Linked DNA regions of Mus musculus: regions 2 and 3 are each linked to region 1. Evidence: chromatin contacts called from public promoter capture Hi-C data. All regions are on one chromosome and are shown on one strand. The core of a region is the stretch at or near the end of the contact, and the rest is flanking DNA. Distances in the headings are between cores, read along the strand shown.

Region 1 (5,048 bases), core at 640-3,139:
TTTTTTTTTTTTTTTAGTAGTTTTTTTTTGTTTTGTTTTTTGGCTAGCAGGATTCTTATACAACATGCACAATAGTTATGGGTTCAAGCCTCAGAATGGCATAAACCAGGTGTGGGGCCCACCCCTATAATCCCAACACTTGAAGGGCATAGGTAGAAAGATCTGGGTCATCCTTACTTCCATAGTTCAAGATCAACATGGACTGTATGAGACCCTGTCTCAAAACACACAAGTATTTATGCATAACATTACATATACATCCTGCTTAGAAGTCCAGTGCCAATAAAATGTTTAATTCACCATTTGCTGACACTTGAGTTCTCATGATGCTTCAGCTTCTCCGATGTTTCCTCTTGTTTTTCCTGATTTTTTTTTTTTTTTCTAAGACAGGGATCTCCAAGACAGCCTTGGCTGTCCTGGAACTAGCTCTGTAGACCACGGTGGCCTTGAACTCACAGTGGTGGGATTAACGGTGTGCACTACCACAAGCACTGGGTTTCATAACCTTTTAAGATTTATTTATGGGCTATGCATGTGTGGCAGCCAGGGATGGGTGTGCCCAAGGAGGCCAGAAGACAACTGTGATCTATCTAACCAGGATGCCGGCAACCAAGATGATCTGCAAGATCAGCAAGTGCTCTTAACCACTGAGCTATCTCTACAGCCCCAGATTTTACCTGTTAAAAGTATTTACTTAGTGTGTGGTGCTAGTCACTCAACCCAGGACCCTGCACATGCTGGGGTCCTACACTACTACTTAGCTGCATACTAGCCTCCCAGAACAGTCTCAGATATACAGAAAATAAATGAAGCACACCTCCCACGCACTTTCCTCTTTTTTTTTTTAACATCTTATATAAGTATGTACATTTGTTTCTATTAACCCAACATTGATACATTATTAATTTAAAGTCTTTTATGTATTTAGATTTTTACCTGCCTTTTAAAAAATACACAAAGTTTAATGTAACATGAACTAATCCTAAGAACACGTTTGCTACCTTCCCCTAACACTATAGACGTGCTTCCTTTTTAATTTAAGTCTTTTCTTGTTTTGTTTTAATTACAACGAATGCCTGATCATCTCAAAGATCTCCAACATGGACCTCTGGCAGCACGCACACATAAATCACACACCACAACTGTCCCCAATATCAGCACTGGAAATAAGTATAAATAGCCACCAGTATTTTCTGTTCAACGAGAAGGAATTTCCCAAAATTGGTAAGATCGATCATATTTTAGAAACAACTTAAAGCAAATTTAACCTCCTCTATCTCTGATCATCTAAGGGCTTGAAAACTTTTTTTCTCCTGAGACAGGGTCTCATGCAGACCAAGTTGGTCTTTGATTTGCTTCGTAGCTTAGAAGACCTCTCTGCCTCCACCCACCTCTTCAAAGCTGGGACTAAGGCGGCGCACCACCACACTCGACTCTAGTCTTTTGAGACAGGGTCTCTAAATAATTCCAGCTTGTCTCTAACTCGTGGCGAGCCTCCTGTCTCAGCACCTGCCTCGGAAGAGCGCAGGAATTACAGGGGAGAACCAAGCTTGGCTAAGTGGATCCCAGCAGTCAGACCACAATCTGTGCAGGAAGCACTTCCAGCAAACCAGCCGGGATTTCTTTTTTTAACTGCGCATGCGTTTGGCCAATGCCAGCCAAACCGGAACTTAACCGTTGACCAAATGAAGGTTTAAATCCTCTGAGTAGTGACACAGAGCTGCGATGGCGCCCTCGGTTCTTTAAAGAACCTTGGGATAGGGCGAGCGCTAATCCCAGGCTGGGCTCCGATTGGTCGTCACAGCAGTCTGCAGTTGAGACGTTGCGTGACGACCGTGGTACCGCCCCTGCAGCGGGACTGGCCGGGCTTCTGGCCAATCAGCAGGCGCGGCGCGCCCTTTGGTTCCCTCCAGCGAGCGCTTGCCGCCTCGGTTCCCGCGACCCCAACGTCCCAGAGGCGGGGCCGCAGTCATCTGAGACGCTACCTGGATCCTGACTCTGCGTGCCCAACAAACGGGCCCAACAACCAAACCCTAGCTTGGCGGCGGCCGTGACAACAGCGACGGTGGATCTTTGAGCTCCTGATTCCCCGAGGCGCCCTACGGGCCCGGGAAGCACGGTGAGTAACAAGCGGCCTGTAAGGTCGGAGTTAGCGCGGTGGAACCGATGACCACAGGGCCGCCAGGGGAGAAAGAAGGCGGACCTCACTGCTAAAAAATGGGAAAGAAGTTTACATTGTGACGTGCCTCAGATTGACTTCACTGTAGAAATTTCTTGGAGACTGAAACCCTGATCCTTGCTTTTTTGCATTCTTTCTATCTGACCCAGACTGTGTAAGGAATCTATTACGTGTTTATAGTCCGTGGTCTACAGGAAGTAGACCTATGTCAAAAGTGAGGCGTGGACGTACAGTGTCTGAACACAAAGACAGTGATGTCACCCTGAGAGATTGCACATTCGTGTTGGGGGTTGGATGATAGGATTTAGTAGGAAATTCCAAAGGAAGGGGAGGACAGCCTGTGTAGTCCTATCGACTGCTGATAGTCGAGTTAGGACTGGAGGATGAGTGACCGGGGTTATGGTTGCAGTAATTGGGTAGGACCTTAATATGAAGGGTTTTTATTTTATATATGAAGAAAAGCTATTGACTTTCTAGTCAGGGGAAAAACTTGTACATAAACCCATTTGTGTCTGCACTGGAGGGACTTGTCAGTAAATCTGGCTGGGCTGAGGAGGACAGCTAAGGTGGGAGGCCAGAAAGAACTTTCTATGGGTAAGAGGGAGAAGAGGTGAGGGTGACTTGATGGTCCTCATTTGCTGCACAATGAAGACATTCCCTGAGCAGACTATTTTTGTTAGGTACAGGTTTGTACAGCTTTGGCTCCATTAGCTTTATAAGTAATACTATCAAGATGAGCTAGTTATCAAATCTCATTTGGTGGCTTTCAGATGAGAAAGACCTAATGCATGAAAGGAGAGACAGGCACTTAAGTCATTCCTGTTGGTGAGGAAAACTTATACTTTGTGGGGGTAGAGTTATCAGTGTGATTACTGATACCATGGCAGTCAACTGCTAAAGAAAGGCTTCTTTTAAAACAAGCAAACAAACAAACAAGAAAAACAAGCCTGTATTTCAAGAAGTTTCATATCTCTGGGATAAGTTTTAATTGATCCTTAAAGGTTATATCCAGTAGAACTTTGCTCTCCCAATATTTTTAGCCTTAGACTATATAGAAAAGGTCTCTTCTAAATGACTTACACCTTTGTTAGTAATCCTCTATCTTGAGTCAGATGATTCATTTTTTAAATTTTTCATTAGTGTTTAAAATGTATTTATTGTGTGTTCATGTGTGTGCATGTGCACATGTATGCTGCAGTGTGCATGTGGAGGTCTGAGGATGACTTTCAGGAGTCGGCTCCTTCTGCCAGTAGGTCCTCGGAATCGATCAAACTCAGGCTGTTAGTTTTGACAGCAAGCACTTTTAGCCTCTGAGCCATCTTACGTAAGGCCCTAAGATTGTTATCTATTGTTAGCATTGCTGTTGTGCTATGTATGTGATATGTGCATGTGAGAGCAGAAGTCTGTCCCACTGTGTGCATGTGGAGATCAAAGGACAACGTTCCAGAGTCTGTTCTTTGTTTCCACCTCGAATTCTGAGAACTGAATCATTAGCCTTGCGACAGCAACTACTAAGCCTCTTTGTCTACCTCAGACAAGATTTTTTTTTCTGAAACCGAAACAATGCGTAGAAGATTAAAAAAAATTAAGACTTAAAAAGTACATATGTGCTGGCTGGGCTTGGTAGTGTGCACCTGTATCCCAGCACTTGAAGGGGGGTGAGGAACACATGATCCCCAGAAAGCCCAAACAGGAAACTTCATGATACATTTTTATAAACAACTAAAATGAACATATGCATCAACAGACTGGCTCTTGTGACAATGAACAGGAAGATCTCTGTCCCCACAAACCGACTTGTTTTGGGTTTGGATATAGTCACACTTAACTGGATATTCTCACTAGTGTTTTGTACACCTGTAGTTTCCACCTCTTTTTAGTTTCAAGTCCATATGTCTAATTTCCAACTGGATAGGTTCGTTCAGTACTAATGAACAAAATGTATAACCCTGACAGAAATCACTATGTAGACCAGGCTGGCCTCAAACCTAGAGGTCCATCTACCTGCCTCTACCTGCCTCTGCCAAGTGCTGGGATTAAAGTTCTGTGCCACAAAACCTTGTGTTTAAAAAAAAATGAACGGAAGGAAGAGATTTGGGGAAACAAATGTGCTTCCTAAATGAATAGGTGTATTTGTTGCTAAATTAAATATTGAGGTTACTTTATAGGCTGAATGACTCTGGAGTATAAAAGCAATCAAAATCTGTTAACATCGACTCGTTTATTTTTCTCTGTATTGTACATTGAATATAGGGCCTTACATAAAGTAGGCAAGAATGCTCCATCCTGTGATTTACATGCATTTAATCTTACTAATCTGCTACTTTTCATATAAGCAACTTAATTTTGCCAATTATTTTGTTACTATATGGTTAAGAATGGTCCTCATTTGCTACACAATGTTCTTCTATGCTTAACAATATTTCTTTATTTCTGTAAGGTACTGAGGATTACAAATTGACTAAATCACTCACCAAATATAGAGCCTGTAGTTCCTTCAGCCTGTAATTCCAGATGAATACCAGGTACAGAAATTTTATTTTATTGAGTATATATTTAGATGTTTTGTTATCTATGTGTATGAGTGTTTTGCCTATATGTATGTATTGGCAACATATACATTTCTGGTGCCCAAGAAGGCCAGAAGAAGTATCTGATCCCTCGGAATTGGAGCTATAGTTGGTTGTGAGCTACCTGTAAGTGCCAGGAAATAAATCTGGGTCTTCTGCTAGAGCAGCAAGTACTCTTAATCGTGAGCCATTTATCTCTCCAGGACCCGTTTTAGTTTTTTGAGCCAAAAGCTACATAGCGTGACTGGCCCCACACTCCCTCACTCAGTTCTTCTGCCTCACCCTCCCCGTAGCTAGGA
Region 2 (5,048 bases), core at 1,206-3,705, 2.9 Mb after region 1:
GGTATCAGCTGCTCCCCTCATCCTCGTAGGCGATGGCGATACCTCGTCTTCCTCTGACGGCTTCTTTCACTGGTGTCTGGCCCAAGCGTGGCTCCAGCCCCTGCCAGTTCCGAGAACTAAGGAATGAAGCTGCAGAGGGAAAGAAGATAAGCTGTGTGGGCTGGACCTGGGCAAAACTCTAGCGGGGGCAGCTGCTTGCATGTTTACCTGCAGGGCTGCTCTCCGCCAGCTCCAGTTGGGGCCTCGGAATTAAGGCCGAACATCTAGTGTCATCTGATGACTTCCAAGGAGGTGGTGGTCGGAGCTCCCCAGAAATGAGTGACACATCTGGGGTATCCCACAACTCTGACTCAGGTGGAGGGAGTGGCACATGGAAGGGAGAACCTGACGTAGAAGGAGAAAAGAAAGCTATCCCGGTTTTTTCAACTCCAACCCCAACTTTCAAACCCAGATGCGGCCTTGCCACTCACCAGGCAACAGCTCTGCATAATGTGTGAGGTGGGGAGCCAGGCCTGGCGGGGGCCAGGCAGGGTTGCAGGCAGCCTCCAATTCACATGGCGTCAATACAGGCCGAAAGAAGCCACCCGAAGGCTGGGGGGCTAGTGCCCCCAGGGGACAGGCTAACAGCACAAAGACGTCCATCTCAGGGAAGTTGGCAAGCTTGGCGGGTGTGGGCTTCCCCACGGCTAACACATAGCTACGTTTTCCAGCAGCTTCCGTCAGTTTCCGCAAGTGTGCCAGTGCCTCACGGTGTCGAGCCACACCTAATGTGCCTGCCAGCAGCCCAACCACACGGGCATCTCTGGCCCTCTCTATGAGATACAGTCTTCGTGCTCTTAGTCTCCCAGCCTTGGCACCCTGGTCTTGTGTCTGTCCTGTATCTGGACAACAGGAAAAGAAGGGCCGCCCTGGTGTCCAACCCAAGAGCAGTCTGCTCAGGTCGGGATCAAGGCTGGAGTCCGAGCTTGCTTGAGAAGCCCCTACATAGAAGGCACCATATTCTTCCAGACGTCTCCCTGGATTCAGGGGGAAGCAGCGCCCAAAACGCTCCAGGGACTCAGGCTGTGAGCTCGGGGATCCCACTGGCAGGGGAAGAGCTGGGCGGGAGATGAGCAGATCTTGGTACTTTGGGAGCAGGAGCATGGCCAAAGGCTCTGAAAGAGGTGCATCAGAGTTGAAGTCTGGCAAAGTAAGAGATGTCTCATCCCCAGATGCCTCAATGTGACCCTAAAGGACAAGCCAGGCCAACTGAGGCCAAGAGCTCTAGGTAAGTGTGCTTAAATAGGAGGAATTAAGGCATGAAGCTGTGGACCCACCCTTCTTTCCCTCACAGGTATAATTTCTCACCTAGGGCATGGGCACAAGCTGGCTCACTCAGCAGTACCACCGGGGCTGTCGGATCTGGGTTCTGGGCTTCAAAGGCCTTTGCACAGAGCTCTAAAGCAACGGGTCGCTGACCAAGGACAAAGGTGATGGGCAGCTGCGAGGCTGGGGGGCTTAAGCAGGCAGGACCGAAGTGCACAAGGGCTTGAGCTCCAGCCTGCTCGGCGCCCAGCACATCCACACAGCAGCTGCAGGGGAGAGAGCATTGGTGAGAGGTGTTCCCTACCTGGAGAGAAGAGTTGTCATCAATGGGAAATGTGGCCAGTGGAGAAAATGGCACCAAGCTAGGAATTCACTGTGACTGAGGGAAGCTGGCATCAGGAGCTTCTCATCGTGCAAACACGGTCACTGGAGGCAGACACTGTGGGCTGGGAAACCCCATACCTGCCATAAGCTGTGTCCCCTAAAATGAACATCTTAGCTCCTGTGACTTCCTCCAGCCGGGCAGCCACCGCTCCCGCATCTCCTAGTAACTGGTCAGGGAACTGCAAAGTCACCTGTAAATACAAGCCACAAGTCAGCGACAACCTCACTCCTCCACCAACAGCCTCTGCAAAAAAACAAAAAACAAACAAAAAAACAAACAAACAAACAAAAAAACCCACTAAACATCCCAAGCCCCTACTTCTAAGGAGGCAGCCAGCCCCACAGAGTTGTGGGTAATCCGTGCGATACGGGCGGATCCCGACCCAAAGTCCCAATCTCCGCAACCCATACCCAGAGGAGAGCCCGCGCCCCGCGCCCCCTTTTCGCGCCCCCTTCTCTGAACCAGACCTCACCCGCTGACAACCTAAATCGCAGACAAATTTCGTAACTCGCTCCAGCTCATACACGCGGTCCAGGTCTTCAGGAGGAGTGAACTGTCCTGGAACGCCCGCCTCCCGTTGCAGGGCTGCCTCCGCAGGGCTGCTGAACGTAGACTCCATTGGGCGCAGCTTGGGTGGGGTGAGATGCAGCTGCACCCTCAAAAGTCCTCGAGGTCACAGCAGCTCTGTTTGTGGATCCGGACCAACCTGTCCTCGGGTCCTAGGATCCAAACCGTACGCTTCCAAATTCCCGGCTCTCCACTACACATGGACCTACGGAGATTACTTCCGGGTTCAAGGACTTCCCACAGAGAACCAATCACTAGCCTCTCACTCAGGACCAATCGGAAGTGCCGCAAAGCCTTGTGGGTGTTGTGGTTCCACTGGCTAAAGCTTCTTCCCGGATACCCTAAGGCCAGCCTGCCGGTGCCCTCTAATTTCTAAGTCACTAATTCAGTGTGAGCAGGCGCTATCTGCTGATCATATTTAAACGCGCGCGCGTGTGCACGTATATACATACAGTGAGAGCAAGGGTCCTTATACAGCTCAGTTCTTCAGGGTTGGCTGCAAGCTCCCTAATCCACCAAGCCATCTTCACAGCCCCCAGAATCTGAAACAGGGTCTTGCTGTGTGACCGAGCTGGATCTCCCAGTACTGCATAATTTCCAACTCAGTGCCCACAGCTTGGGTTTGAATATTTGTGAGCAGGTACTTACTGCCAGACATCGTAAAATGTCTCTATGTCCTTTACTTTGCCTGCTAGAGAATTGTCCCACAACCTGTTGTCCTCACGGTCTGTCAACCAAACACTGACCCTTGCTAAGTTCACCAGTTCATCATTAGAAGCAAGAATTATCCCATATAGATAAGAAAAACAAAACCATGTCTGCTGGTTCTAGAAACTGGGCTTTAGAGCCCGAATTTATTCTCTCGCCCCACCTCCTTGGGACTGAACCTGGGGCCTCGTGCATGGAAAGCAACGACTCTCTGGCTGAGCTACATCCCACATTCTCCCACACGACTTCTTATCATAAGGAGGGATGGGAGAGGAAGACTCTCTTCACGTGATGCCGTAGGGAAAAAGGACTGAAAACATGTGGCGCATCTCTGCATCCTCCAGGAGAGCTGAGAAATCAGGACTGTGGGAATGGGACTAACGGGGCTGGAGAAATGTTTCAGTGGCTAAGAGCACTTGCTGTGCTTGCAGTGGGTTCAGTTACCACCACCCACATGGTGGCTTATAACTATGTGCAACTCCAGTTCTAGGAGGTCCCTTTCCTTTTTTTTTGTTTTGTTTTTTTTTCGAGACAGGGTTTCTCTGTATAGCCCTGGCTATCCTGGAAGTCACTTTGTAGACCAGGCTGGCCTCAAACTCAGAAATCCGCCTGTCTCTGCCTCCCAAGTGCTGGGATTAAAGGCGTGCGCCACTACGCCCAGCTTTTTTTTTTTTTTTTTTTTTTTTTTTGTCCCTTTTCTAATACCTGCAGGCAACTACACTCAGGTGGTGCGCAGATATAAACTCAGCCATACACACATACACATTTTTTTTTAATTGGGACTGAGGAGCGGGATAAATAATGAAGTGGAAGACACTGATGCTACTAGCTGGCTGAGGAAGACACTGGATGGAAAAGAATGAAAGGCAGAATCAGTACAAAAGCTGGGGAAGATCAGAGGATGGGATGCAGTTACCCCATCCAGCAAGTGGATTCAGATGTCATGGATGGGAGTGGGGCGAACTCAGCCCGTTCTTCTGATCTTACTGATGGGTAACCAGAAGGGCAGGGCAGACAGAACTACAGCTGAGAAAATAAAGGAAGAAGTCCGGCTGCCGTGCGCTGTCCGTGGTCCTGACGGACTGATCTGATCTGCCTTAAAGGTGCTAAGAGGGAGAGCTAGGGGTACACAGGCAACGTTAGGTAACCCTTATTCCTCCTTTAAGGGATGAAAGGCCTTCCAGTTCCTCTCACTCCACCTTACTTTCTACAGCCCTCCTGACCACGTGCAAGTGGTGTTCTAAAACACCTTATCAAGGTGCAGGTGGTACACTGGCTGCAGCCCAGCTCTCTGACCCCTTGAAATGTACTCAATATAAATGAACATAAATAAAAATAAAATACCATACCACACATCCATCCTGGAAATCTAATCTCCACACCATTTCTTCCCATACCCCAGGTGGATCCTGAAGGCACATATTCTCAACAGAAATGCAACTTTCTCCACACAGCCATTCTGAACCCATTCTCTACTGAGTACATTAGCTACGATGGGGCCAGCCTTTGTTTGGCTTAGAACCAGGGACCTAGTACTCAGATTAGGTTGCTGATTAAATGTATGCATGAATCTAACAGGAGTATATATGGGCTGCTGATGCTGCTGTACTGTAGCCTCTCACCCTGGGAGCAAGAACAGGCAGTATTTGGTTCCAGGCTAGGCAGCTTGGATGGTAACACCCTCCCTGAGAGCTAGGTGTCCCCTCCATTCTTTGTTTTGTTTTTTGAGACAGGTTCTCATTATTCAGCGCTGGATATCGTGGAACTCACTGTGTAGATAGACCAGGCTGACCTTGAACTTACACAGGTCCGCTGGCCTTTGCCTCCCAAGGGCTAGGATTAAAGGCATTTGGTACCACACCCTCCCTATGTCCCCACTATTCTAAACCAAGGCCTGGGTCCGAGCATCTTTCCATTCTTCCGTCAGGCTTGGGTCCATGTAGGTGATGGAGGACAGAGAAAGGAGGCAGAGGCAGCAGTAAGAGTCCAGGTTTACTCTTTGGGAACAGGAAGGGGTAAGAAGGGGTGAGGCGGGACACACATGTCCCTCAGTAGTCAGCTGTGTAGTCCGTGCCATGTAGCC
Region 3 (5,048 bases), core at 1,287-3,786, 2.2 Mb after region 1:
CACATCTACAAAGGAAAGGGGCAGCCTTTCTAGCCATAATACAAGCATGATTTACACACACCCTAATGTTGAATCTCCGCATAGAAGAGCCCCTGCCACACCAATCCACTCTAGGTTCCCAAAAGACCAGGGGAAATCTGGCTTTACTGGACTGGGCCCCTCACTACAGCTGCACAGTAGAGATGAGTTTGCTCAGAGAGCAGGAAAAAAACCAGCCTCTCCAAACACCTAGACAGCATACAGATAGAACAGCAGACACCTTTATTACACTACACATGAGGCTCATTTGCCTTTCCGGGCTTTGATCTTCCGCAGATAGAACTCCAGCTCCTTGCCTTCGAGCACATAGCCGTCTGCTCTGCCACACTGGCCTGGTCGTGAGGCAATACAGGCTGAAAGAGAACAGGCAGTCTTCAGTAAAGGACAAGACACTCCACGCCACCTGTAGAAGTCCACGCTGGCCTGACACCCAGGGGGCAGGCGTTGAAGGCCAACCGTCTCCTCAGATAACTTCATCCTCACTTAAGAGATCAGCAGCAGAACTGGACAAAGTTCTCATCACCGAGACAGTGCCGCATCATCCCCTGCCCCCAGCTACACAACCTGCTTTCCACCCACACAGCACGTTATTAGCCACCTACACTCACATGTACCCCACTGAACCAGGAAGGGTCCACCCACCCCAGCCCCACAGCCACCTCACCTAGAAGCTTGCCCTGCTGGAACTGCTCCTCCAGGAGGCTGCTGATTTTGGCATTCTTTTTCCTTTCATCGTATTTCTTTTGAATTTTCTTTGATCGTTTTTTGTTTAAAATCTCTTCCTCCTCAGGAGTCTGAATGAAAAGAATATGAATTGATTTGTCACCAGGAAAGTCACAAGCCTCCTTGAACCCCCCCCCCCCAAGTCGCCATGCTTGCCTTCTTCAGCACTAAAGTGTTCATCTCATTCCTTCAGTAGCAGAACTGGACAGTATTTTCATCACAAGAAGGCAGCACCCATCCCACCCCCAGCCAATCAACCCCTTACAGGAAGACAACGCACCAGCTTGGCCCCCTTCTTGCGGCCCAGGGGCAGTGCATAGTGGGACTCGTACCACTGTCGGTACGGCGTGCTGTCAATAAGCACGATGCAGTTCTTCACCAGGGTCTTGGTGCGGACAAGCTCGTTGTTGGATGCATTGTAGACAACATCAATGATCCTTGTTTTGCGAGTACAACCTGCATACAAAGAGAGATTCACAATCAGGGGCTGGGGCAGTTAATGTTTTTTTATTACTGAAATCTTTTTTTAACATTCTCTAGAAAGCACCTCTCATTGCAGGAGTTAAGAGATCAGAATATGGCAAAGAATTCTCCAACTACCTCAGGATCTTTCAGCAAGAACAAATTCAAATACTTCAACACCTACTTACACTCAGAGCCCCAGGAAAAGTTCCCCACATCCAATCTCAGGGCACGGTACTTCTTATTGCCTCCTCGAACTCGGACTGTGTGTATGCGGCGAGGGCCAATCTAGAGAACACAAGAAGGCCAGAACATGTGTCATCAAAACGAGTGGGGACTGGGAGAGGAACCCGAACCAGACGGAGGTAACAGTCAGTGTAACTATGACAAGTCCTTGCATTGGCAAGTGGTGTACAGGTGGCCAAGACGGCCATAACCACGCCTAAGGATACGTTTTCATCACCCTAGTTACCTCCAGAAAAAGCCAGACCCCCCCTAACACAGGAAGAACCCCAGTAAGGAACACACCAAGCTTGCAGCTCTCCCACTCCTAGGCTCCAGTAGACCCTAAGCTTGGAGATTAGGGTGCACAGACCCTGCACGTGGACACACTTCCATGTCCAGTCGCCAGCACCGAGAAACCTGAGCCTTACAAAGGTGATCACAGCCACTCGTGTTCCCCAGCAAACACGCTCTAGCGCAGGGGAAGGCAGCCTCTCCCAGTCGTCCTCCCCCCGACCCCCGCACGCACCTTCGTGTTGGCAGCGGGCCGTCCCAGCTCATACTTTCGCTTCTTGTGGTAGGGTTTTCGCTTACCCCCGGTCTTGCGGCGCTTGTGCCAGTTGTCCCGAGAGATGCCTGTGTGTGGGAGCGAGGACGCAAGCCTGAGCAACCGGGCCTCGCCGCCGGCCAATCAGCCCGCTCCCGAGCCCCGCGCTGCGCGGGCTGCCCGCACGCTCAGCTCTCCAAGGTTGGCTTCCCCACGACGCAGTCGGGAGTGTGCAGCATACCCAGGTGTCATCATCCGCGTGCGGCCCGGCCCGCGGCAGCCATGTTGGCCCGCTCGCAGCCCGGAGCCCCGGAGGCGGCCGCAGCGATCTCCACAGCCCTAGCCCACCGCAGGCCCTTGCCACGGCTGCCCGTGGCCCATGGTCGGGCCGAGCATGCGTCGGGAGGCAGGATGGAGACGGATGGAGCTCGCTCCCCCGCGGCCCGACCCGGCCCGCAGCAACACTCACCCATCGCTCGGCGCTGGCTGGAAAGAGGAAGCGCAAAGCTTCACGGTCCGGTTTCTAAAACTCAGCCCCGCCTTCTTTACGTCTCTTCCGGTTGCCGGGAAGGACCTGGGGCCGCGGCGAGCCTGGGACGCTGGCACAGGGGAGGGTCCTGCGGCGTGCGAACTCACGCGGACCCCGCCTCAAATCCCTTGACCTTGGGCGGTCTGGAGGGCGGGCTCCTTAAGCTGAGCTATAGGGCACACTTGCCTGCCTGTTGTGCTTACATTTTGTCCTTTAAATTTTTTTTTTTTTTTTTTTTTTTAAACCGGGCGTGGTGGCGCACGCCTTTAATCCCAGCACTCGGGAGACAGAGGCAGGCGAATTTCTGAGTTTGAGGCCAACCTGGTCTACAAAGTGAGTTCTAGGACAGCCAGGGCTATACAGAGAAACCCTTGTAAACTTGTAAAACCAAAAAAGAAAAAAGAGTAAAGGGCCCTAATTGGAAAAGTGAAGTAGTAGAAGCTCCAACGCTCTGTTCACAGGGGGACTTGACCCTGTATATGAACACACAAAATTCATGTGTATCTCTTACATGGCAGCAATTAGCAATCAAAAAGGAAATTAAAAACAGTTTTAGTTCTGGAAAGATTGGTACTGCAAACTGTGCTCAGGGTCTCTTCAAAAGCATCAAGTGCTTAGGTCGACTCACAGTTCCTGAAATTCCAATTCCAAAGTATCTGACAATCTGGTCTGGCCCAGTGGGTCAAACCTGAAATCCAGCACTGAGACAGAGAATTATCACCAGTTGAGGGCTAGCCTGAGCTAAAGAATGAGCTACTGCTCAGTGGGAGGAACAAGCGGCCGGCTGAGGAGAAACTGAGGCACTAGACACCCCTCCAAGTGAAATCAAAGCAGAGGACAGTGGGGCTCCGGCGTCAGACAAGATGAGAGCTCAGTCAGTACATTTTATTTCTTAAACTTAAACGTCGCCTTGAATGTCAGTGAACGTCTACTTTTAAAGGGACCTCTCACCTGACCGATTTCTTTTTGAATTTTAAACTTTAACTTCAAATGTTTTAAATTTTGATTCTGAGGTTTTTACTGCGTGTATCCGATTTTTTTTTTTTAAAGATTTATTTATTTAGTATATGTAAGTACACTGTAGCTGTCTTGAGACACTCCAGAAGAGGGCATCAGATTTCGTTACGGATGTTTGTGAGCCACCATGTGGTTGCTGGGATTTGAACTCCGGACCTTTGGAAGAGCAGTCGGCCCTCTTAACCACTGAGCCATCTCGCCAGCCCCCCCCCCCCCCACGATTTTACAGTTTTGAAGCGATTTTTTTGTTGTGTTTGTTTTTTTGGGGTTTTTTGTTTGTTTGTTTGTTTTGTTTTGTTTTTTTGAGACAGGGTTTCTCTGAATAGCCCTGGCTGTCCTGGAACTCACTTTGTAGACCAGGCTGGCCTCGAACTCAGAAATCTACCTGCCTCTGCCTCCCGAGTGCTGGATTAAAGGCGTGCACCACCACCGCCTGGCTTGAAGAGATTTTTAATTTTGTTTTAATATCATTTAATCATTTTAATATCATTTAAAAGTGTTCTTGAGCCAGGCCTGAAGGCACAAGCTTGTGATTTGCCTTCCAAGTGCTGGGATTAAAGCTGCATTACCACCCAGCTTTGTTTTTGTTTTTTTGAGGGTCTTACATGCTCACAGTAGCCCAGCCTAGCCTTGAACTCCTGGTAATCCTCCTGTGTCAGCCTTTCTGACTTGTGGAATTATAGGCGAGCTACCACATCTAGGTTTTCTGAATTGGCCTGACCTTGGGATTTGCCATAGTATCCCTCATAGCAGCAGCTGGGCCACTTCAGTGGTAGAGAGAATCTGCCACATGCAAGTCAGAGCCACCACCAATGTACCTAAGCTGGATTTGCAAGCTCTTGGCTCAGGAGACTGAAGGTTATGTACAAGAGACAGGTTTGTACTATAGGTGGAACAACAATATGAACTAACCAGTACCCCGGAGCTCTTGGTTCTAGCTGCATATGTATCAAAAGATGGCCTAGTCGGCCATCAGTGGAAAGAGAGGCCCATTGGACTTGCAAACTTTATATGCCCCAGTACAGGGGAATGCCAGGGCCAAAAAGGGGGAGTGAGTGGGTAGGGGAGTGGGAGGGTGGGTATGGGTGGGTATGGGGGACTTTTGGGATAGCATTGAAAATGTAAACGAGGAAAATACCTAATAAAAAATAAAAAAAAAAAAAGAATTATCAGCCGGGCATGGTGGCGCATGCCTTTAATCCCAGCACTCGGGAGGCAGAGGCAGGTGGATTTCTGAGTTCGAGGCCAGCCTGGTCTACAGAGTGAGTTCCAGGACAGCCAGGGCTACACAGAGAAACCCTGTCTCAAAAAAAAAAAAAAAAAAAAAAGAATTATCAGAGAAAAAAATTATCAGAGAAAAAAAAAAGAGAGACAGGTTTGTAGAACATCACGGATTGCTACTATAGCCAGCTGTCCAGCAAACTTCTGCAAGATGGGTGTGTCATGCAGAAGCAGGTCTTGCTCAGCAAGATGGGTGGGTGATGCAGAAGCAGGTCTTGCTCAGCAGTC

The links. Promoter capture Hi-C pulls out the DNA fragments that hold promoters and counts their contacts. Capture Hi-C pulls out chosen DNA fragments and counts their contacts.
Region 2: a contact with region 1 is called in a promoter capture Hi-C map of liver, with 2.9 times the contacts expected there. The contact joins the promoter of Dph2 here to the promoter of Stil in region 1. A contact is called at or near these places in 1 of 39 promoter capture datasets (pre-B cells) and 1 of 9 other capture datasets (liver).
Region 3: a promoter capture Hi-C map of erythroid cells shows a contact between it and region 1, with 5 times the contacts expected there. The contact joins the promoter of Rps8 here to the promoter of Stil in region 1. A contact is called at or near these places in 2 of 39 promoter capture datasets (erythroid cells and pre-B cells).

What each region holds. Positions count from the first base shown.
Region 1 is chr4:114,998,229-115,003,276 of GRCm38.p6, forward strand. Stil (Scl/Tal1 interrupting locus) reads left to right here and starts at 1,890. Exons shown (of 17, transcript NM_009185.3): 1 at 1,890-2,119; 2 at 4,620-4,704. The coding sequence starts at 4,694.
Region 2 is chr4:117,889,548-117,894,595 of GRCm38.p6, forward strand. It overlaps Dph2 (DPH2 homolog), which reads right to left and starts at 2,456. Exons shown (of 6, transcript NM_026344.3): 1 at 2,163-2,456; 2 at 1,768-1,880; 3 at 1,348-1,571; 4 at 471-1,154; 5 at 208-384; 6 at 1-129. The coding sequence starts at 2,309. The coding sequence ends at 5. Ipo13 (importin 13) reads right to left here. Exons shown (of 20, transcript NM_146152.3): 20 at 4,946-5,048. The coding sequence ends at 5,014.
Region 3 is chr4:117,153,596-117,158,643 of GRCm38.p6, forward strand. Rps8 (ribosomal protein S8) reads right to left here and starts at 2,537. Exons shown (of 6, transcript NM_009098.2): 1 at 2,463-2,537; 2 at 1,976-2,082; 3 at 1,413-1,512; 4 at 1,043-1,218; 5 at 704-833; 6 at 241-392. The coding sequence starts at 2,466. The coding sequence ends at 283. Snord55 (small nucleolar RNA, C/D box 55) reads right to left here and starts at 2,253; the gene lies at 2,176-2,253. It overlaps LOC115490046 (a small nucleolar RNA gene), which reads right to left and starts at 1,694; the gene lies at 1,591-1,694. Gm22980 (a small nucleolar RNA gene) reads right to left here and starts at 567; the gene lies at 498-567. It also overlaps Snord38a.